Regions from separate parts of the Danio rerio genome. Here all the other regions are linked to region 4. The links are chromatin contacts, called in public HiCAR-type maps. All regions are on one chromosome and are shown on one strand. Each heading gives the region's core, a stretch centred on a gene start, on an enhancer-like site or on the middle of the called end of the contact. The rest is flanking DNA. Distances are from core to core; before and after follow the strand shown.

Region 1 (5,895 bases), core at 2,077-4,576, 190 kb before region 4:
TTGATGACCTTAATATTGAAGGTCATCAATATGATGACTGACTGACAGGTGCATGATGCTAGCAAACTCAACTTTGCTTTCAGTTAAGATGAACACAGTTACCATAATTATACTTTATAGATAAAGGTCTATGGCTCTGCATACAAAGACTTTATCTTGCTGGAGTTTATAGTCGTTTCACTTTACTTTAGGATGCATTAATGCCGCTCAGTATGTCTATTGGAGACATTCATAAAATTCCTAGCAAATCAAATAAATGTTGGAGACATCCTATATAAATGCGCTAAATCGCACCTCAGCAGCGTTTATTTGAGAACGCACAAAAAGATGCACTTGAGCAGCGTATATTTGAGGGCGTGCAAGAAGTTTTGTGCACTAACAGAGAAAATCGGCGCGCAAGAAAGGAGATTCACATGCTGGTATTAAATTAATGCCATCTCGACTTGTAATACTGCGCTCACGACATTTGTCAATGAAATAACACCACAGGTAGTTGGTAGATCTGTGTAAAAAAGGCCTGCCACCACAACTGGAAAAATCCTATAGGAAACACTAAATATTGTTTATAGCAAAACATGATGGTGCAATATATCGTACCATGGATATAGTGACAGGCCAAACTAAACGCAGAGTCAATGTGTCAAACCTTTTCACAATTTAGGTAATTTTTATCTTGTAATATTAGCAAGCTGAATTTTAAGTAGCATTAGTTCTGTTTTCCGCATTACACATTCCTTCAAATTAAGCATCAAATGTTTTGTGGAAACTTTGGTGATTATTTTATAGACTCAGAACAGAATGTGTGAGAATTTTAATAAAGTAAGTTAAAATATATATACAAGTTCTAAAAATAATAACAATCATTTTAAAAAAACTGAAAAAAGAATGAAGAGATGTTTTTAAGAGCTGTTTTAATCCTTCAGTAGGTGACAAAGATGGGAAAAACCCAATCTGCATACCTGTAGTCCAGGATACAGCAGACCACTGAGAAGAGGATGCTCAACCTGTTTGACCACCTCTGCCCCTGCTTTCTTTGCATCGTGTTCAGTGACCATGGATGACAGTCGGTAAACATCCAGAGTGTATTCTCTATAACAAACCAACCATGACATTTTCATTTATTCTTTTTAACAAAGCAACCACAGACAAACCTTATACATGCATGGTTAAAATACATTTCTTATTCTATGGAATAAACCTGAAATATCCGTAAAACAAATTTTCAGTCAATCATCATCCGGTTACCTGCTGAGCTGATAATCTGTGCCTTTGACAAATTTGAGTTTGTCAAGAGGAACTCCAATGCTCTCCAACATGGCCTTGATGACCTGCTCATAATACTTCACCCGGAGCTCCAGCAGCTCCCAGGGAGCCTTCATGTTATCCAGATAAGCATGGAGATCAGCAAAGAGGATGGTCACCTTGAGAACAAATGGACAAATAGGTATGAGAGGGGCAAAGATGTGAGATCACATTTTTGTAACTTATTCACGTGACCTTTACAAACAATTTCACATGAAAGCATCTTAAAAGTATAGTTCAAAAACAAACTAAAATTCTGTCATTATTTACTCATCCACCAATAATTCCAAGTCTGTTTGAGTTTCAAACACAAAGGACGATATCTTTGGAAACTGAAAGCCACTGAATTTTTTATTACGGTAAATGTTAATAAATACAGCTTCCAATTTTCTTTAAAACATTTTTCTGCATATTCAGCAGGAGCAAAACCAAAAAGCAACCCACAAATAGAAGGTTCCCATAACCTATAATGTTTGGAACCGCTTAGCACTGTGATCCTCAAATATGGTTTTAGTCATTTCTTTCATCAAAAAAAGTAACAAAAAAAGGAGACAGTATTAGACTGTAAAAAAACTGTATTAGCCTACATTGACTGATAATTGAAAACATCCATCATTTCTTACCCAGAAACAGCTATATACAGATCCCTAATTCCAGCAATTAAAAATGATCTTTAAAAAGACAAATAAGTTACTAAATGCTCATTCAGAACAAATACATAGTGCTGAATACAAACCTCACAGCCCGCCTTCAGGAAGTCAGCAATTTTTGACATGGGGACAAAGTAAGCAACATGGGGTTTGCCTGTAGTCGCTGTTCCCCAGTAAACCTTCAGTTCCCGCTCCTTCAGGATCTCCTTCAACCTCTCCTCACCAAGAACCTCCTGAGAAAACATCGAGGTAAAGTTGGTTTTATATTCGCACATTTGTTAAGTGACAACTTGTGACACGCTCCCTATATTGTTTACCATAGTACAAGTATGACTTCAAAACAACACTATCGCTATTTATTTGACTGAACAATGCTGTCTATATTGGCGGAAACTATATTATTAAGGAGGCAACACGGTGGTACAGTGGGTAGCGCTGCTGCCTCAAAGCAAGAGGGTTGTTGGTTTAAACCCCGGCTGGGTCAGCTGGCAATTTTGTTTAAAGTTTGCATCTTCTCTAAGTATTAGCGTGGGTTTCCTCTGGGTGCTCCGGTTTCCCCCACAGTCCAAAGACATGCACTGTAGGTGAATTGAATGAGCTAAATTGACCGTGGTGTATCTATGGGTGTTTCCCAGAGCTGGGTTGCAGCTGGAAGGAAATCCGCTGCGTAAAACATTGGCTGGACAATTTGGCAGTTCATTCCACTGTGGTGACTCATGATTAATAAAGGAACTAAGCCGAAAAGAAAATTAATGAACGAATGAATGAATATTATTAAGGAGAACGTGAGAAAATTAAAACCAACTTTACCTCAAAAGAGAAAACAACAGGGTGTGACAGCTCATGTACTCAAATGAAGATGAAACAAAAACTATTTTTTAAATGTATTTCCGTATATTCTTTTGATAATATTCTTAAAATGTTAACTAAGTTTTTAGCTCATAGCAAACAGAAAATAACACGTTTGTCACCTGAAGGTTTCTGGTGATGAGCTGGAACTTCTCATCAGGACTCAGCTGCTCTCCCATGATGTCTGCTGCTTCTGTGCAAAATAAGGTATTATAAGTGTATATGTCAAGTAATAGACATACACAGAACTTGTCATTTCGGTAGAAACTTTGTGTCACGATTGACGTTTTTACGATCTCAATTCTTCAGTGACGTCTGTAGTGAATGAATCGCTGAGCTGTCTAAAACAGAGTGCTAGAAACACTGCAGAGCGGAAAATGTGTCGGTATAAATGTGAATATTATGTTTATAAATCGTCAGTGATAATAACCATAACAAAATTTTGATATTCATAATAAGATGCATTATATCTCACCGGTGGTCGCTGAGAAACGTGTGTGCCGGTGACAGGCTGTTCCGGTTGAACCAAGATTTCATCACGTGTATCATAATAAAAGCCACATCTAATATAAAAGTTTAATTAAACTTCAGTTAAAATTGTATAGACATATTTTTAAAAATATCTAATTATTTATAATTTTATAAATGCACTTAAATACGTATTATATAACAGTTTTTAACATATTTTGCCTTGTAATGGCAGTATTGCATCAGCTCTGAACAATAAATTGTCGAGCAATCATCAGCAGGACGAGTAATCGAGGGACGATCATTAAGCTGCTGTCGAATTTTCTCCTCCAGGAGGCGCCCCAACTCTAAGGGAACTTTTTTTAATATATTGCTTTTTAATATTTAATAAACTTTTTAGTTCATACTGACAGACTCAGTACCAGTCTTCGTTCTGTTTTAAAAATTAATATTGATAAAATGACAGGAGGGCCTAGTTTGTTTCTAAAATGTCGTCGCCGGTAACCTAAAAAAGCGTATATCTTTCCCGCTCAAACAGGTTTGTATAACGCCATTTACTTTTACGAATATAAAATGTTATTTTATGTCATTATATAAAAACTGAATGTGTACTATACACCATCTAGTATCGTGTCAAATATTAAAAATAAGAATATATGCCAAACATTTATTATATTTTTATTCAGCCAATCAATAAATGAATTAATCATTACCGCAGTAATAAATAATACAAGTTTATCTGTCTAGAATTAGATAGATAGATAGATAGATAGATAGATAGATAGATAGATAGATAGATAGATAGATAGATAGATAGATAGATAGATAGATAGATAGATAGAAAATAGAGATAGATAGATAGATAGATAGATAGATAGATAGATAGATAGATAGATAGATAGATAGATACAGACAGATAGACAGTAAATAGATAGACAGATAGATAGATAGATAGATAGATAGATAGATAGAAAACTAATTTATTCATGTTATTTCTTAAGCGTTTTGAAATTGTATAGGTGGAAAATTAGAAAAGACACAATGATCTTTTAATATCAATTACCATTTATTAACGACTATTTCCATTGTTTCTTTTAAATAACTACACACACACACGCACACACACATTTAGGATTCCATCCAAAATATATATATATATATATATAAAATCTATGTACAAACATCAGCACATTTATTATTTACAATAACTGTATTTTTGATATCAGAATGCGGAAATCTTGACAGATAACCACAAACTGGGGTTAATGAGAGCAATCGAAATGTCACAGTTACTGCATCAATACAAAACTGACATGTTAGAAAACAGTATTAATCAGAAACATGCAAAAAAACTGCACTGATGCGAGTTCAATGTGCATCAAATGTACATATGTATAACATACAACACTCGTATATACACAAATGTTATTTACAAATAATTCCATTTTCCCCCAAAAGATAGAAAATGAAAACAGGTTTATGTACATATTTCACAGCACGTACACATTTGTAGGGAACACTTGGCATTCAGATCTTTGACACTTAGTTACAGGCTGAGAACCAACATTAATACTATACAATAATAAAAGCACTAGACTAGACGGTGAATCAAAACGATCAGACCAGAAATCAAATACATTTAACACCTAAACAAACAGTAGTGTCACCTGTAAACACACTGGTTGGCTGTTCCATAGGAATTAATGGCATAATAGATATAATTCAGCAGTGACAGCTCTACCCTAATTGCCCTTATTTTATGTGACAGGCCCTTAAACAAGATAAATTAAGGAAGATGAGAGAAAAAGACAATCAAATCAACATATGATTTAAAAGAAAAGTAATAAATACTTAAATAATCTTCACCTCTCACCAGAAGGAATAATCATACATTTCTAGCCCACACATTCTGATGGCGTTCATCTAATTTAAAGCCTCAGCAGTACTTTAGTGGATATTGATCGATCTAATTGGAAGGTGTTGAGGGATCAAATTTGTACACTTTTCCCTCAGCACATCCCTCTGTACGCCCCACGAAGATGAAAAGGAAAGTAATACAAGAAGAAAAAGGTGGTAACTTTGTGTGCAATACTACAGTTTGATGTAATCAAACCCCACTTGGTGTCATGGTTTCAAGTATGCTCATTTAGTTAGAAGCACAAAAGCATTTATAAATATTAAATTACATACAAACATTGTAGTGTACAGTTCACAGATATTCCTTCCAAAATGCACTTTTCAAATCAGATTGAAAAGCATTTTTGGTTTTAGCACCTAAAAACCTTTGTAAATGTTTCAAGTCTCATCTAAAAGGTAGATATGTCCCACCTCGTCATTTTCTTAGTGCAGTATATAGATGTGTGCTTTTCAAAAGCTGGCTTTTTTTGTTTTTAACCAGTAAGCAGGACAAATCCTGGCAACACGTACAAGCCGACTCCATAATAGTTCTTGCAACTGAAAATGGCAAGGCACATTGAGCTTGAGCTGGCACAGGCTATGTTTCCAGTTGATCCATATTTGTGATGATGCTGGAAGATTTCAGCCACAAGGCATGGTTGGTTCAGAGTATTCGCTCTGGTTTGTTCCAGCTCTGTTGGTCCAACTCAAATGGCACAATGTCCCGTCC
Region 2 (6,002 bases), core at 2,867-5,366, 150 kb before region 4:
ATGGTTTGTGTAATTTTAGATTTTAAATAATTTCTCAATATTAAATTCATCACAAAGTGCAGTCTACTGAAACATATTACAGTAAAACAATGTTATAATCTAATACATGGGTCTCAAACCCCATTCCTAGAGGGCCACAGCTTTGAACAGTTTTGCTCCAACCCTGATCAAACACAGTGGATCCAAAAAATGAAAGTGTTCATGACTCTTTTAAACACCTTGATTATTTAGATCGACCGTGTTTAATAGGGTCGGAACAAAATTGTGCAGAGCTGCGGCTCTCCAGGAATGTAGTTTAAGGCCTATGATCTAATAATGCTAATAAATACATTTTTGTACTTTATACAGATTTTACACACATTATGGGGGTTAATGCTTGTGAAATTTAAGGAAAAAACTCATCAAAAGTGTTCTGTTGTGAATTTGGCATCATGTGCTTTGTTTGTTTTTCTTTGAAAGTACTTATTATTAGCCCAGTTTTGTTATAATAAAAATAGAGACAAAACCCTATTAAAAACAGGTTTTAATTTCATAAATCACCAGTAGATGGCGTTAATGGACCGTAATTAGATTTTGATTTTCTTTTTAAGTGAATGTAGTGGGGAAAATGTGTGTGGTGGTACCGTAACATAGACTGTAAACTATATAGTAAATAGACTATATATTTTGATAACATACATCTGAATTATAAGAAATGTTTATTTCACAAACCAACTTGCACAAGATTATGTTAGAGGTGTTTGCAAAAATCTTGCATTTGACACCTGCGGTATCACCTGATGCTTTAACAGATGCTTTTAACATCTAGATCTGTGAAATGTCACAGCCTTAAGAATAATTCGATCACACTTGACAAGCTTCATCTTAGATAGATTTTAGAGACAGAAAAACACAGTCCCAAAACCACCCACTCCAGACCCTTCACACACGCATCTCATGCTGGAGAAATCACTATTTAGCAGCACAGATGGATCTTACACAACAGATTCAGGAAACCAACTTTCAGAAGACTTCTGTCAAGAACTGGAAATGTTTGCCTTGATGCTGACTGGTCAAATGCAGCATTCTGTCATCCAATAATTTGGTTTAGTGACAGCTGAAGATAATAAATTAGCATTGGAAAGCAATTTTACATCACATGCAGTCTCTTTCTTCTTACATAATAGAATAATTAGCATCATGTTTCATAATATAACATTTGAAGTAAAGGGTATTCATTTTAATTTAATGAAATATAACTTAAATGTCAAACTGTCTAGAATTTTTCAGATCTGTTGAAAATATTGGACTGTAATCATGGATGAGTTTTGCTTATTTGTGAATACGAGTAAAAATAAGCTAACTCACTTATTTTATCTTGGCCAACCACTGAACTACTCTAACACCCTTTTAATAAAGCTTTTACATGTACAAATGCAGTATTTTGAAGACAATTGATGAAAACTAGGTATTTCTGTGGTTTAATTAATGTGATTTATGTGATTAAATGTACAGTGTGGCATCATGAGTCCTTAGGTTTACAAATAGGGTTTGTCAGATAAATAAGAAAAGGATTACCAGGTGCCAGATTAACACTGATAACAATCAGGCCATCCTCCATCCACCAATATGGTTTTGTTGAATGTAGCACTTAACGTATCATTTGGCTGGCTCACATTACTTTAATGTTCCTATAGAACTAATGGTCTACACTTTTGTACATGTTCACACTTTAGGATCAAGGAGTGATTTTAGTTATACAGTACTCCATCATTGAAACTAGAAAAAAAAGGAAATATGTCATTGGAAATATGTTCCAAGGACTACATTTTTGCAAAACCAGTTTTTAAGACAATTTTTTGTACACATTTCTAAACATAATAGTTTTAAAAAGTCATTTCTGATAACTGATTTATTTTATTTTTGCCATGATGACAATAAATAATATTTCACTAGATGTTTTTAAGACACTTCTATACAGCGTAAAGTGACATTTAAAGGCTTAACTAGGTTAATTATGTTAACTATGCAGGTTAATTAAGTGTAATTAGGCAAGTTATTGTAAAACAATGGTTTGTTCTTTAGCCTATCGAAAAAATATATAGCTTAAAGGGGCTAATAATTTTGACCTTAAAATGGTTTTTAAAAATATAAAAACTGCATTTATTCTAGCCAAAATAAAACAAATAAGACTTTCTCCGGAAGAAAAAATATTATCGGACATACTGTGAAAATTTCCTTGCTCTGTTAAACATCATTTGGGAAATATTTTAAAAAGCAAAGAAAATTCAAAGAGGGTTAATAATTCTGTCTTCAACTGTACGTTTGCCTGAAGTTTCTAAAAATGTTTGCTATGAGGCGTTATATCATTTTGGAGGGTGTTTCTGGAGTGGTCAGTTTTCTCGATAGCTTGTCTTGTACAGTGTCATTCTTAGGATTCATAGTGAACTGGGTTCAAGCTGAGTGTCATATGGTTCCAGAAACTAGGTAAAAAGCACTGTAAAATCATGGTGAAAACCTCTCTTGTTTGCTTTTGAAAACATCGGTTGGGTTTGGATAAGGGGAATATGCATGACAAGCTGGCCGGCTTCTTAAAGATGCGTATATGAGAAGGACATATAAATGCCACATTTGAGAAAATATAGCACAGTAACGTTTTGGAGATTTCCAAAAATGTAGACAATGCATTTGGTGGATTGTCAACATAAGCTGCAAGGAAACGTCACCAATGCAATGTGTTTGCAAAAATGTAGCCCTGTGCTTGTTTTCCCAATGAGTTGAAATTAGTTATTCTTTACTTGTTCCAAGTGATGATGTGAATGCATCCAGGAAAATTATCTGAGAGGAAACTAGTTTTTAGTGTTACCATATATTAGTTCTTGTTACTACCCATGCAAAAGACACTATTAGCTTTCTGTACATAAATGTAACACATTAGAATATGGATCCGTTGTTTCATATAGTCTCCAGCTGCCCAGTCAATGTTCACTTACATCACTATAGTTCCTATTGCGTTAAGATAGACCAGCGTAATCTCACAGCAGTTAACTTTTTGATTTAGTGGCTAATTTGCATTCATGTGTACAATCTCATTTGTACATTTTAGTATGACTTGCTCATCCCATAATGAGGGCTAGTGTTGGGGAGGGCTTTGGGGCCACACTTCATTTTAAAATTCATGTCATGTTTGAACAAATTACTCTTCTGACCATATGTAAAATTATGTTTCCTTGTGAGATCATGCTGGATTGACCCAACTCTGAAAGGTAAACACATTTAGTCCCACTGTTTCAACACTTTGTCAATTGGTCAATGTTTTTCCTATTCACTGGCTTGCTTGCTTGGATTGGGATTGTGGAGCTGTGCACCGATGAATTCTCTCTTCAGTGTTTAAACTTTCAGCAGTGAAATTTAAACCACACTAAACTAAACTAAACTGAACTTTACTAGAACTTCTATGTTAAGCGGCTTTGACACAATCTAAAAGGGCTATAGAAATAAAGATGAATTGAATTGATGGAGTTCCTGTAACTAAGAGCATTGCCAAAAAGGTTCTATTGGACCTAGAAAAAAGTTAATCTGGTGCAAAAGCCCCTATAAAGCAATTTACAATGGTGTCAAGAATCAAAGACCTGAAATATCCATTTTATAACACGATCATGTCAGACCCCACACAGAGTAAAAGTTTAGGCTGGTTGTAAGAAACTCCTTAGAGACCAAAGCAAAAGAAGCAGGTCTTTGATGAAAGCTGATAGACAGATGAGCAACTCCAGCTGTCCAGATCCCCTAGGCATCGGTTTACAGCAGCCTAAGTGCCTCCCCAAGAGATCCAAAGCAAATGCACGCAGGCCCCACTACCCTTTAACATACAATATGATACACCACATACTGTCCTCATATCAGCTCTGTTTTCATGCAGCCACACACTCATGTAGACTCACACAGATCTCGCTGTTCTTTCTCCACACTTCATTTTATTGCTTTTATGTCAGAATTGCAGGGCAGTAAAACACATGCCCTCCCCGCAGATGCTCAAACAAACTCATGCATGCTGAAGCAGCTGATTCTCTGTCTCTCTCCTCGGGGGGCTCTGCTGGTGCCAGACCCAACGGCTGAATGTTGTAATGCTGTTATTCTCTAGCACTTAAATGCCTCAGCTGTCGAAAAAATTCATGCCGCCTGCCAAACATCCTGGGCCTAGTACAAACTTCGGGGATGTTTTAGTAGCGATTTTTTTGTCTGTCTTCTGACCTCTGCTGTCTAAATCAAGCAGTGTTTGCACTGAAAGATATATTATTTTATTCATTCATTCGCTCATGCAGAAGGCCGGCAGCCAAACCTAAACCTACAGGACGTGTAACAGAGTAAGAAAGAAACAGCACAATTGAAAGCTGTAACATAAATCACAGTTGTTTCTCCAAGACCATGGTAACATTAACTGCAAAGGAAATTGACATCTGCAAAAATTAATAACCTATCAGATTTTTCCTCTGGTAAAAAAAAGGTTTCTCCTCGTGTTTCTTTATTTTAGACTACATCATCGGTTTTGCTATAGTTAAACTCAGATTTGTCTGCTTTTAAGCGACTCAGGATTCAAAATGTCAGTATAAACTCAGCATTTCTTATAACAGTTTTTATTGATCACAAGATTTCAGCTTGAGGTTTTCAGACTATTGATGCTAAGAATGCTAAATTAGTATTTAGGATTATGCTTTTTAAATGTTTATATAGCCATAAATATTACATTTTATTAATGTGTTAGTAAATAATATTTAAAGGGCACCTATGAGGAACTTTTGCAAGCTTTTTGGACAGAGCTGTGTGTAGGTATAGTGTGTCCACAGTGATACTGGAGTGATATAAACACAACAAGTCTCTTTTTTATTTCATGGAGTTAAAATAGGACCATTGTGGTATAGGAGTGCAGTTTTCCGCGCCCACCGAATTGATTGACAGGCAAAGAAACTTAAAATATTTCTTCCAACTCTCTGTGATTTTTATTAGTTAAAAACTTTTTTAAAAGAGAGCATGTTTGTAATAAAGGCAGTAAAATCGATATGCAATTCTTAACCATTATAATCACCACGGCTGCATGGTATCAGTAAATGCTAATATGTCTGTGTGTGCTTTACCGCAAACAGCATTTATGTAAGACTCAGAAAGGTTTGAAAAAACTCCACCACAAATACATGAAACTTACTTGGCATTTGTTGACTAATGAGTTGCATTTTAGCTTCATCTGTGTCTGTATCTATCACTGACTGCTGTTTATCTGACTTAATGCATGATGAGAAGCAGACATGCATGTGGGAACGGTGAGCAAGGAGAAGCAGCTCATTTGCATTTAAAGCCACAGGCTACAAAAACCGCTACAGTATACAGACACAAAAATGGGGAGATTCTGGAGGCTTTAAATAATCTGTTCATTTTGACCTGAAACTATACAGACACATTTTGGAGACAACAAAGGCTTATCTTACATCTTGGAAAAGGGGTAAAATAAGTGCTCTTTAATGGAACTGAACTAACAAGAAATATTATATTACCTAATTTTAAAAATGTAACTTGCATGAAAATAATGCCTTCCTGAGATGTAAGGGCGGCAAATTACTTGTCATTTTTAAAAGTGTTAAACACACTAATGAACAAAGGTCAAAAGCTGTCACTTGGGCGGTACCATTTAAAATATTAAACTTTTATATCTTACAGGGGCACATAGGGACCTTAAAGTAACATTTTTTAACCTGTAGGGTATACTTTTGTACCTTTAAGGTACTATGAAGTACACATTTGTACTTTTTACTGTACAAATGTGGACCTTTTAGGTGTAAGAGTGTACCTTCTGAAAAGGTACTGCTTTACTGATAGCTTTTGTAGTGAATGTGCTATGAAGATAATGAAAAATCATTATTTAAAAAAAATAATAATAATGGCTATGATTATCAATATTATTATTATCATTTATTATAAAAATAAATCTTAGACATATTCTTAAACATATTACAGACACCACCAAGGGTTTG
Region 3 (5,939 bases), core at 608-3,107, 130 kb before region 4:
TATTTAAGTTTCTGGAGATCACGAATTATGTAGCCAGAGCAACTTATGGCTGCATTTCATTTTTAAAATGAATGCTACGGGACAGTTTGACGCTCATCTCCGTATAGACGGCTTTCCCGCTGTTACCCGTTTGTCCAGTGGCTCGCCATTTACGTTGATGGACATTAGACGCAGAGAGGAGTTGACCACTATGACAGGGTTCGAGTGCGGCAAAGAATGGTTCCAGAGAGCAGGTAAGACAAAACAGAAGCCAACAATTAAATAACAGGGTGAGAACGTGGCAAAATCTGAAAACGTGGTAAATATTAGATGAGGGCCTTTCTTTGTCTGGTTTGTTTTTTAGAACTTTTAGGAAAGTGGGTGGCCGGGTAAATCTGTGCTTTTAAAAACACTATTGGTTAGGTTTAGGGAAGGAGGAGGGTGGGTCAGTTGATCGGTCAGTGAGTCATTCAGTCTACAGTGACCTCTGGTGGATTTATGTGAAAAGAGCAGGCATGAATGACACTCCCGAGAGAAATTTGAGATCTGAAAAGGCGTACACAGCGGCCTCTGGTGGATTCGCAAAAATAAAAACTGCAAAAAAACGTAGCTTTTGAGACGTATTTGGTGCTCTCCAGAAATCTATATAGGGCTATGTTTTCAGAATGAGCCTGGGTTGAAATATTCAAAAACAGACTGAAGGTCACTGTCAAGTATTGCAGCTGTTGCTTAAAATTGTCTTATGAGGTATGCTAGATATGCTTCATTCAGTTGTTTTCATTTCTGGCAGCTTTATGCTTAAACCTGTTGTTCTTTTTTCTGTGATAACCTCCTGGATGTACATTATACCTTACTTAATTCTTTAGTTTTTAACATGGCTAGCTCATATTTGCCATGTTTTAGCATATAAATCAACATGTTGATACCATAAATTAGCATGTTATTGTTAAAACTTGCTAACATGAACGGAACAATGCAATTCTTTGAGATTTTTCATAGTTTTAACTATTTATTTTATGAACACTTTAAGTGTGATCAGTTGAATAGCATGAAAATTCAGAACAGATCGAAGAACACTGTCAAGTATGGCGGCTGTAGCTTCAAAACGTATTGTATTAGATGTCTCATTCGTTTATTTTCTTCTCGGCTTAGTCTCCTTATTAATCAGGGGTCATCACAGCGGAATGAACCACCAACTTATCCAGCATATGTTTTACACAGCAAATTCTCCTCCAGTTGCAACCTATCACGGGGAAACATCCATACACACTCATTCACACACATACACTACAGACAATTTAGCTTATTCAATTCACTTATAGCGCATGTCTTTGGACTGTGGGGGAAAACGGAGCACCTAGAGGAAACCCACGTAAACACGGGAAGAACATGCAAACTCCACATAGAAATGCCAACTGATCCAGCACGCACTCTAACCAGCTGCCTTGCTGAACATGCTACCCTCTCCGCCACTGTGACGCCCTGTATTACATATCTATGGTAGAAGTTTTGTCTCAAATTTCTAAGATAAAGTAGCTTAGTAGTAGATTAGTATGTTGGCTTTCACAGTCAAATAATACTAATGCATCAAACAGAAAGATGTAGTGTAACTTTATATCTCTGCATCTCTTACTCATATGCAAATAGGCATTTCAGTGGAAGTATATCTAAACGGTCGAATAACTGCTGCTCACTTTGTTTATTTAGAAGCGTTTGCATTTCTCTCACTGTCAGATAGCAGTTATGAAATCTTTTCGCTCTGTGGCTGTTGTTGTGAAATGCACCACCTCTCTCTCTCTCTCTCTCTCTCTCTCTCTCTTTATCTATCTTTCCCTCTCGTTCTTTTTCAGTCTCTCTCTCTCTCTCTCTCGCCCAATTTCTGCTGCCAAGGTGCAGTTTGCAACAAGTACACGCCGTACCCAGAACTGAGCTGACAGTCGGCTTTCTCCCAAGGCTGAGTCTCAGAAGAATGCGGTAAAAAATCCCACACCCTTTCCAATTAATGAGCATCTATCAATCAAAGGGGCCACGTGACCCTCCCACTCACATTCAAACCCCGCTGGTCAATAGTGGCCGCTGGACAAAAAAGCCTCCACGCCCTGGACCTCTCGTCGGGCTGATTATATATTCATGAGAAGCGCAGGGTTTGATTTCAATTTCATTCTCTGACTTCAGTGCTAACATCACACATTCAAAGCCACAAATACAAAAGCAAGACTGGTGGCAAATTTGTGATTTACATACAGATGCTGCATCAATGACTTGAAACTGAATCAATGTGAGTTTGTTTTCGGATGCTGATTTTATTATCAGCAGTGACTCTTTCAAAAATCTGCAGTCAGAAAGTAAAAAATATTTATAGAAAAATACATTTAAAAAGATTATCACTTGGAAACATTTTTAGTTTTGATTATTAAGAGGTTTACGATTTCTAAAAAAAAAAGCAAGCAGTCACTGAAGAATAATCAGTAAACACTGAAAAAAATCTGGTTACCTTTAATTTTTAAGCTAAATCAAATTAACCCTTATGTGTCCAATGAACTTATATTATGTTAAACTGACTTAAAAGTGTGCGTAACTCATAAAATTAGAACATGCTTAACTTAGCTTAATAAGTTGTAATGAACTAAAAGCAAATGCTTTCATGACTAATTGATCATATAATTTTTTACAGTGTATTAATTGTAGAGAGTCATCATTACAATAACAAAACATACAACAATCCTGCAAAACAGTGCTGATTGTGGTAGAATAAAGCATCATTTCCATCCCATGTGTTCATGAGAATAAAAAAAGTTATTTACTTGGAAACTGGCACACATTTAGAGTAATAAAACATGTAAGTTGCTGCCAATCACTGTAGCTCTTTTTTCCCTCTATAATAAAAATAACTTGCAGCCCAGAACATGCCGATGACACACAATAACAAACTCTGTCATGTTGACTTGTGTTGATGCCTTATGTTTGGGATCACGGTCTTGTGAAACAGTTCTTGTAAAGGTAATTTAACCAAATCATTTTCATGACCCACTTTTGCACAGGAATTTGAGAATAAAATAAGTTCAGATAATGTGCATTAAGATAGTTAGTCTAGGGAAACTTTTGATGTTTTTAGTTTTTGGACTAAATTTTAGTAGTTCTAATTAATTGACGTAATTAAAAAATGTTAACAGGTTAACACTGTTGCGTCACAGCAAGAAAGACGCTGGTTTGAGTCCCGACTGGACCAGTTTGCATTTCTGTGTGGAGTTTGCATGTTCTCCCCATGTTGCTGTGGGTTTCCTCTGGGCGCTCCGGTTTCCCCCACAGTCCAAAGACATGCAGTATAGATGAATTGAATAAGCTAAATTCACTTGTGTGAACCCTGTACTGGGTTGCAGCTGGAAGGGCATCCACTGCATTAAATGTTCTGGATAAGTTGGTGGTTCATTCCACTGTGGCAACCCCTGATTAAAAAGCAGAACTAAGCCGAAAGCAAATGAATGAATGAATCATGAAACATTATTAGAATTGATTACAATTCATTACATTTGACAAAAAATAAATAGGAAACAAGTTTTACTCAGAATGTGTAATAATACCTTAAAGTAGAGACTACTGAGCATTATTTAGGTTATGATTAATAATTTGAGAAGTAACTTCCACTGCAAAATATAATATATTTATGTTACAGATCTGCATTTAAACTGAACCTTTGTTTTGTTAGGAAGATGCTTGAGTTTCTGTCATTACATCACATGATTTTTTCTCGCATATTATGAAATTTCTTGTCTTCAGGTTTTCATATAGTGAGGCGACATGCCAAGATCATCTTATACACATGTGTGTGCATGCCTGTACTTTGTATTTCTTATGTTGTTAAGAACAAATGTCCCCACAAGTATAGCAATACAAGTAAATTTTGACCTTGTGGGAGCAGCTTATGTTCACCAAGTGGAAAATGGCTCTTAAATCACGAACAATAAAGTATTTTGAAAGTTAGTTTATTTATATAGCACAGTGTTACAACACAACGTTGCAAAAAATGCTAAACACAATCACTTTAAAAAATCATATGATCCGTTAGTCATGACAACATATGTTTTAGTTCATTATAACATTTTAAAAACCAAGTTATTTGTGTTCTAACTTAATTTTATGAGTTATGCAAGCTGTTATGCAAGCTGTTTTAGTTAATTTAACGTAATGTATGTTCAATTGACTCAAAGGGTTCATTTGATTCAGCTTAAAATTAAAAGCAACCAGGATTTTTTTTACAGCGTACTAATTAAAATAACAAGTCATACAACACATACATAACATTTAACACATAAGACAAACCCCATTAAATTGTAAAATTGCTGATTGTTTTCGTTGAGGGTTGGGTTTAGGGGTAAGTTTGGGGTAGGGGATAGAATATATAGTCTATACAAATCATTAAGACTAAGGGGAGTACCATAAAGATAGCTGTACGAGTGTGTGGGTTGTGTGTGTGTCTTCTGTTGATTTTGTTTGATGCTGTTGCTGGAGTTGTTAGAAAAATCTCAAAAAAAGTCTGAACAGTCAAATCTTGTCCTTCAATTGCTAATGCGTCTAAATACACACGTTCATCTTTAAAACATTCTCTTTTCTCTTTTATTTTATGTAAATCTGAACTTTTGAAACTAAAATACATTTTTTTATTAAATTTAAATAAATAACACAAACTAGACTAATTTAGTTATTCTAATTTTATTGACATATTGTTATTCTTTAGTTGCTTTGTTTACTTCTCTGTTTACATTTGTAAGTTACACTGGATTGAAGCATCTGCCCATTTAAAATGTAAATTGTAAAATACTTTTAATACTGATACTTCTATTCAAGCAAACACATGGCCGTTAACATCTGTGTATTTTCTGTAAAGCGCTAACCAATTCAAAGACCTACGCATTTCTAGCATTTTTCCATATGCATCTGACACATTCATCTGTGTGAATCACCCGCTGAAGCAAATGCAAATGTTAGATAGCACCTATTAAATTATAAGAGCTGTTTTTTATTCTTAGCTGTATAGGCTACTTAAAATTCCAACAGAATGTAAAAAAAAGAACAAAAACTGTTTAATTAAATTCTTAATTTGAATAAAAAATAATAATAAAATAATATTAATAAGGTACAGTAATTGTTTGCCTCTCACTCTCAGAATTGCATACATTTCAAAGTAAAGTCAAGCCAAGTTGTCCTCATTAACATATGCACACAGCAGGTCACTGGTAGGCTGGGATTGGCTTGTGCATCTTTTAAAATTCAACCAATGGGACACAACAAAGAGTCACCAGGAGAGCTATTTGATCCCATGGTTTAATTCTTTCTTGAGGGTCCCTCCTGGTGGAGTCATTTGTGTGTATGTAATAGCATGCAATCACCTTGTGCAATAAAATTTTGTTGTGCATATAATTAAAGACATATTTGAAATTTTATTTGCACTCTGAAATTTTTTTTGGATGTTTGAAGCATGACATCGTTATTAAAGCGTATTTTATCAATCTGATATTTATTAGTCAGTTTATGACAACAAAATAGCAATTTACATTCAAACTCTCTTACACTTACAGTATTAACTAACTAACATTATTATATTCAAATTTTGAATATTATCATAAGTCCTGTATTGGCCATTATATTTGCTTAATCTGAGCATACTTTATAACATACGATGGAAAAAATACAAGCAATTCAAATTTATTTAGCAAAAATGCATATTAAGAAGTCTGCGTATGACCTCAACTCTGTACATTGATTGTAGGCATTGCTTATATATGCAGTCATATGCTTATACATTTTTACATTAACATTTAGTCGTTTAGCAGATGCTTTTGTCCAAAGTGACATACAATTGAGGAGGCATTCAGCGATTCAACAAGAATAGTCAATATACACAAGAAGTGCTAATTATACAAAGGAACTGTTAGTGCTAGAGTAAAGCCCAGGTCAGATCA
Region 4 (6,225 bases), core at 1,045-3,544:
GTACACTCACTGGCCACTTTATTAGGTACACCTTATTAGTTTCACATTAGACCCCATTTTGCTTTTAGAACTGCCTTATTCCTTTGTGGCATAGATTCAATAAGGTTGACTTCCTTAGAGATTTTGGTTCATATTGACATGATAGCATCATGCAGTTACGGCAGATTCACAGAGGTCACAGAAATCACAAAGGTGCTCTTAAAGGTGCTCTATTTGATTGTGTTCTGGTGGTTGTGGAGGCCATTTGAGTACATTGAAATCATTGTCATGTTCAAGAAACCAGTCTGAGATGATTCGTGCTTTGTGACATGGTTCGTTATCCTGCTGGAAGTAACCATCAGAAGATGGGTACACTTTGGCTATAAAAGGATGGACATGGTCAGCAACAACACTCAGGTAGGTCAGGTCAGGTCAGCACAAAGGTAGGCTGTGGCATTGACATGATGCTCAGTTGGTACTAATGGGCCTTAAGTGTGCCAAGAAAATATCCCCCACACCATTACACCACCACCAGCCTGAACTATTGATACAAGGCAGGATGGATCCATGCTTTCATGTTGTTGATGCCAATTTCTGACCCTACCATTGAATGTTGCAGCAGAAATCGAGAGTCATTAAACTAGGCAACGTTTTCAATCTTCTATTGTCCGATTTTGGTGAGCCTTTGTGAATTGTAAACTCCTGTTCCTGTTCAACCTTCATCTTTCTGAAGGTTCGACATGTTGTTTGTTCAGAGATGCTCTTCTGCATACCTCTGTTGTATCGAGTGGTTTTTTGAGTTACTGTTGCCTTTCTATCAGCCCAATCCAGTCTGGCCATTCTCCTCTGACCTCTGGCATCAACAAGGCATTTGTGCCCACAGAACTGCCACTTGCTGGATTTTTTTCTCTTGTTCTGACCATTCTCTGTAAACCCTAGGGATGGTTGTGCGTGAACATCTCAGTAGATCAGCAGTTTCTGAAATACTCAGACCAGTCCGTCTGGCATCAACAACCATGCCACGTTTAAAGTCACTTAAATCACCTTTCTTCCCCATTCTGATGCTTGGTTTAAACTGCAGCAGATCGCCTTGATCATGTCTACATGCCTAAATGCAATGAGTTGCTGCCATGTGATTGGCTGATTAGTATTTTGAGTTAATGAGCAATTGAACAGGTATACCTAATAAAGTGGCCTGTGAGTGTATATATATATTTTTTTCACTTCAAAGGCTTCCAATATTCTTCGAAATATCTTTTGTTTAATAGAAACAAGAAACGTATAATGGTTTTGAGGGTGGGTAAATAATGACAGAATTTTTCTTTTTCTTTTTTTTCTTTTGGTAAACTTTACCTTTAAATGACCCATGCACACTTCCATCACCCCTATTAATAAAACACTGCAGGTAACTGTCAGTTTGTTTAGTGCCCTCCAGATAGAAAACCTTCCCTTTCTTTGTTCTGTTTTTTCCACTTGATGTGGTGGAGGTGTTACTGTACATTCTCGTGAATGCTGGACCAGTTTGTGCACCTGCCAACGCACTAGATTCTCCATGAAATTACCTGTAAACTCTCCAAAACGCCAACAGCAGATCCCAGCTCCGCATGAGTCATTACAGGAGGGTGATATAGCATTCTTTCAAGTCTCAACGGACAGATCTGAGATGATGGACTGCCTGTGTCTGCACTGGGTCAGCACCGGACGTGTCTAGACAAGTCAGCTTAGTTTATGATGGGGCAATCAGTCACTGATCAAATATTTAGTTTCAAATGGATGCAAGTGTTGAGCGTACAAAAACATTTATTACACCTATGAATAATGCAGTGAGCTGTAGTTTGTTCAGTTGTGATTACCATAAGGGTGCATTTCAGGACAAACTGGTTGAGTTATTGCGTAGTTAGGTTAATGTGTCAGAGCGACACAAATATGAACAGAACCTGTAATATTTTGCGGATCATTTAGAAAAGATTCAGTCTTGACTTTAATATGCGTTTTAATTTGCGTCTTTGCTCTATTCGCTGTGTTCCAATAATAACCACTCACACCTGGTCTCTCATCACCTTTGTGTTTTTCTGGCCCAGATTATTGCAGCTTTTTTTTTATTGCATTAATATCCACTAGAGCATCTTCAAACTCACTGGGGCTTTTGCAAAGATGTGGTAATATTTGTGTACGGGTGATATATGTGGGTGTAAATGTTTTAATAAGAGCTGAAATGGAGCTATAAAAATTTTAGGGCCTCTTGAGTCTTGATGTTAAGGTTGTGGATGTGGACAAGAAGGCTCGATTTTAATGCTTTGCTGCCGCCTTGTGGTCGAATGTCCTCTTTTACTTTTGTAGTGCATCTGATTTGTAGTGCCGGTGTCTTACCTTGTCAGATTGTCCTACCTCCCATTCAAAAAGTAGGTAGCACATTTTGATCAAGCAATATGCTTTTCATGAGATTTTGCTTTCATTGTAAATTGTAATGTGGACAGGAGTAGTGTGATATAAATCTGTAATATCGCCCTAACCTACCTAATCCCGAACCCCATTCTCAGAACCATTCAAATACAGTGTTAGTAGCATAATCTGACGAGTAGGAGAAAATGTCAGTACACCGGTCATAACAAAAACACATGAGTTTTTACAAATTTAAGATGGAATATATTGAATAAATTATCAAATAATAGTAATGCTATTTTAAAATGCTAAACCCTATTCCTGCTGCCAGACATGCCAACATTTTTTCCAAGAAGAAAGCAACGTTTTTATTATCCTTAATGATTTCCTCTTGAAGGGTTATATAAAATTATATTCTGTCATCATTTACTCATCTTTAACTTGTTTTTGATAAAGGTATCCGTTGACTTCCATAGTATTGTTTTTTTTTCCTACACTCAGAAAAAAAACGGTGCAATGTTGTACCAAAGAAGGTATAAACCCCTGTCACAGTGGCAGTACCTTTTTTATGGTACAGAATTGTACCTAAAGACAAAGAAACAAATTTGTATCATTGCAGTTTCTTCCTTTAAGGACATGATTGGTACTATAGAAAACCAAACTGTACCTTTAGTTTTTAAAACCTGCAGATATGATATTGTACCATCATCAAAGATACTAATCTGATCCATAAAGGTACCACTACAGTGTTAAGACACAAACATTTATTTAAAATGTCCTAAATGCTTAGTTTACGACACCAATAGGTTTGTTTTACCAGTTGTTTTGTTTTATAGAACTTAATAATTAATGTTTGAGTTTCTTTAAACATATATTTTTAAATGATGATTCATGTTTTATTACGGAAATTATTCATAAATCACTTTGCCTTTTCAGTCATATTTATTTTCATAGGTATTGTAATAGAGGAGTTGTTCTACACATTTGTACCTTTCATAAGAACAATTGTGTACCTTCATTTCAGTTGTACCATAAAAGGTACAGAACAATATCGTAAGAGGTATTTTCTGTAGCTTATAAGGTACAATTTTTACAAAGGTACAAAACTTCCTCAAGCAACATTATTTGTACCAACTGTACCTTTTTTTCCGAGAGTCTACTGTAGAGGTAATGGTTACAAGTTGTCAGCATTTTTCTAAATATCTTCTTTTGTGTTTAACAAAAGAAAAAAAAACATAAAGGTTTTAAATAACTTGTGGGTGAGTAAACAACATTTTTGTGAACTGCCCCTTTAAAGGGAAATAAAAGGTAGAGAATATGCTTAGCTTTTGTCATTACATTTATATCTTTTGATAAGCTATTCAGTTTCTCTCTTTGTGTGAACGAAAAAAGATATAAACTCATTATTTTAAGGAGAAATATTTAAAAAAAAAGATACTGAAGTGGAAAAAGTATCCATATACATTCCTGAATAATGTTGTTAGTATAATAATTGTGTTTTGTTTTTCAAAAGTTGAGTTCACATTTTCAATGTTTGGTTTATCCTTTCTCTTTTGTTCGGATGCTATCAGCACAGCAGTAGTGTCATGACTGTTGCAGACATTATTTTATTTAAAAAAAAAAAGATAACATTTTCACTATATCTATGTATATATGATGCCTCTAAGTTCATTTATAAATAATTAATTGACCTTGTGCTATACTATGTTCCCTTTTACAAGTATTTTTATAAAATCATCAGGTGTTTTTGGTCTGCAAAGTTCCCCCAAAGTTCTCGCATATATCATGGGTTATACTGTGAGGGAAGTAAGTATTGAACATGTCATATATTTTCCTGGGAATAATATTTCTAATGGAGCTGTTCATATGGAAATAAACCAGATTTTGGTAAAAACCCAAACAATACGAACATAAAAATACAACAAAAATCTGAAAAATGAGTGATGTGTAATAACAATGGAATGACACAAGTACTGAATAACTGAAACACATTTAATACTTTATATAAAAGGCCTTTTTGGTGATGCAGCTGAAAGATGCCTCTCATATGGAGAATGAAGCATGATGAATGATGCATTGCTCGGGTGTGAGTTGTCACAGACTTCAACAGAGTGTAAAAATCTAGATGGTTCTGCAGGTCTCGTCTATCAAATCTGATCTTTAATTTGTAAGTCAGGTGATTGGCTGGGCTATTCTACAGCTTGATTTTCTTTCTCTGAAAGTATTTGAGAGTTTCCTTGGCTGTGTTTTGGATCATTGTCTTGCTGAAATGTCCACCCTGGTTTAATCTTCATCATCCTGCTAATGTAGATGTTCCACTGAAGCAGCTTGTATTCATTTACAATGACGAAGGGTAGAGGGTTGCTGAAGAACTACTGGGAGATTTCAACTGATGTCTGGGCTTTCACTGCCTTTCTACACCTCTCTCTCCTCATGTGTTCAATACTTTTTCTTTGCTTTATTTCATTTTATTACGCAAAAACTCAATTTCTAAACTAATTCATTTTGTTTTATTTGCATGTTTCTTTGGTTGTTACCGACATCTGGTGAAAATGTGAAGTCATCAGCACCTTTAGAAAAACTTTCTGATAAAAATGTTGACCTGTTCAATACTTATTTTTCCCACTGCATCCAGATTCAAACAAAAAGTGCTTCAAGGGTAATTGCGTCTGTTGCTTTTTGAATCAGGAATATATAGAGATACACTAATATCTTAAGTCCAAGGCATTCGGGGGAAAAAGACAGTATTTTTGACCTTGGACTTGTGATATTTCATATGTCATGGGTTATTTATTATATCATGCTTTAAATCCCTCTTTTCTGGTTAATTAAAAGAGAGGAAAAGGTTGGTGCCAATAGCCTAGTGGTTAAGTGCGCCGACATATAGCACCATGGTGCTCACGGCGACCCGAGTTCGATTCCCAGCTCGAGGTCCTATGCCGACCCTTCCCCTCTCTCTGGTCCTAATACTTTCCTGTCTGTCCTTCACTATTCTATCCCAATAAAAGGTGAAAAACCCCTAAAACATAACAAAAAATATTTTTAAAAAGAGAGGAAAAAACTTTGTGTCTCTTTAAATGCAAATGAGCAGCTGTTTCCCTCCAGCAGTAACAAACAAAAACATCTACATATATTTTTAAACATTAAACGCCTGATATATGTTTTTCTGGTCACAGACGTGAACCACGGTACTACAATCAAGCTGTTTGAAGAGTTCAGAAACATTATATGCAATTTCCCCCTTTTGAGTGGACTTTGTGTGGTTTAACTTTGCAGATCTTTCTTCATGCTTAAAGAGCAAGTTTATGCACTAAATAAATTTGCAATTGTAAAAAAAAATCATAATATGACACCTTTATTTCTTTAAATTGGTAATAAAACAGACTAACCTTCAGTAATTATCATAAATTGAGTGCAGTGTGTGCTTAGAGAGCAGCACCATGGACAGCAACTCCCTCCTCCAATGCAATTTTTTTTATTATCCAGTGCACAATCAACCTTAAAATACATGTCTGTGATCCATTTAATACTAGTTGGGAAAAAAAAGGTTTTGAGGAAACAAAATGTCAAAGAACAGGTCAACTCATTGACAAAACGCCATTGTTGAATGTAGTAAATGACAGGTTTATTTCTTGCACAAAATGTACAAAATAACAAGCAAATGGACACCCCCCACCCTCCTCCCTGCCCTGTTTGAATCGCACCGCTGATATGAAGTCGAAGATCTGGAACAAATGTCTACGGCAAGTCCGATGGTCCAAGCCAAAACGCATGGTTTTCTCAGAGACAACACATACCCAATTCAGATTCACCGAACAATTAAAAATGAATAAAAACACCATATTTACAGTCTCGTCTGAACTT

The links. HiCAR-type assays count read pairs that join an accessible place to other places.
Region 1: a contact with region 4 is called in a HiCAR-type map of caudal fin, with 6 times the contacts expected there. The contact joins the promoter of yars1 here to the enhancer-like site in region 4. A contact is called at or near these places in 3 of 18 Hi-C or Micro-C datasets (caudal fin, hematopoietic stem cells and an unstated tissue) and 3 of 4 datasets of contacts at active chromatin or transcription factors (caudal fin, embryo and gastrula embryo).
Region 2: a contact with region 4 is called in a HiCAR-type map of caudal fin, with 14 times the contacts expected there. The contact joins two enhancer-like sites. A contact is called at or near these places in 12 of 18 Hi-C or Micro-C datasets (caudal fin, embryo, fibroblasts and 3 more) and 1 of 4 datasets of contacts at active chromatin or transcription factors (caudal fin).
Region 3: a contact with region 4 is called in a HiCAR-type map of caudal fin, with 6 times the contacts expected there. The contact joins two enhancer-like sites. A contact is called at or near these places in 2 of 18 Hi-C or Micro-C datasets (embryo and skeletal muscle) and 1 of 4 datasets of contacts at active chromatin or transcription factors (caudal fin).

What each region holds. Positions count from the first base shown.
Region 1 is chr19:33,350,541-33,356,435 of GRCz12tu, reverse strand. yars1 (tyrosyl-tRNA synthetase 1) reads right to left here and starts at 3,326. Exons shown (of 14, transcript NM_201316.1): 1 at 3,277-3,326; 2 at 2,924-2,994; 3 at 2,039-2,185; 4 at 1,246-1,421; 5 at 960-1,089. The coding sequence starts at 2,980. It overlaps mfsd2ab (MFSD2 lysolipid transporter A, lysophospholipid b), which reads right to left. Exons shown (of 14, transcript NM_001003570.2): 14 at 4,315-5,895.
Region 2 is chr19:33,312,940-33,318,941 of GRCz12tu, reverse strand. All of the region lies in intron 1 of LOC141379124 (a long non-coding RNA gene), which reads left to right. Among named protein-coding and RNA genes, the nearest start is that of mfsd2ab, 20 kb to the left of the region's middle. Within about 2 kb of position 4,116, at least 17 of the 62 cell types and tissues checked have an H3K27ac peak or open chromatin away from gene starts, as enhancers often do. A contact at or near this core is called in caudal fin, where this site is marked.
Region 3 is chr19:33,288,284-33,294,222 of GRCz12tu, reverse strand. The region is part of intron 4 of LOC141379122 (a long non-coding RNA gene); the gene reads right to left. Among named protein-coding and RNA genes, the nearest start is that of myclb, 12 kb to the right of the region's middle. Within about 2 kb of position 1,857, at least 10 of the 62 cell types and tissues checked have an H3K27ac peak or open chromatin away from gene starts, as enhancers often do. A contact at or near this core is called in caudal fin, where this site is marked.
Region 4 is chr19:33,158,315-33,164,539 of GRCz12tu, reverse strand. It overlaps fam49al (family with sequence similarity 49 member A, like), which reads right to left. Exons shown (of 12, transcript NM_001003606.3): 12 at 5,965-6,225. Among named protein-coding and RNA genes, the nearest start is that of fam49al, 56 kb to the right of the region's middle. Within about 2 kb of position 2,294, at least 3 of the 62 cell types and tissues checked have an H3K27ac peak or open chromatin away from gene starts, as enhancers often do. A contact at or near this core is called in caudal fin, where this site is marked.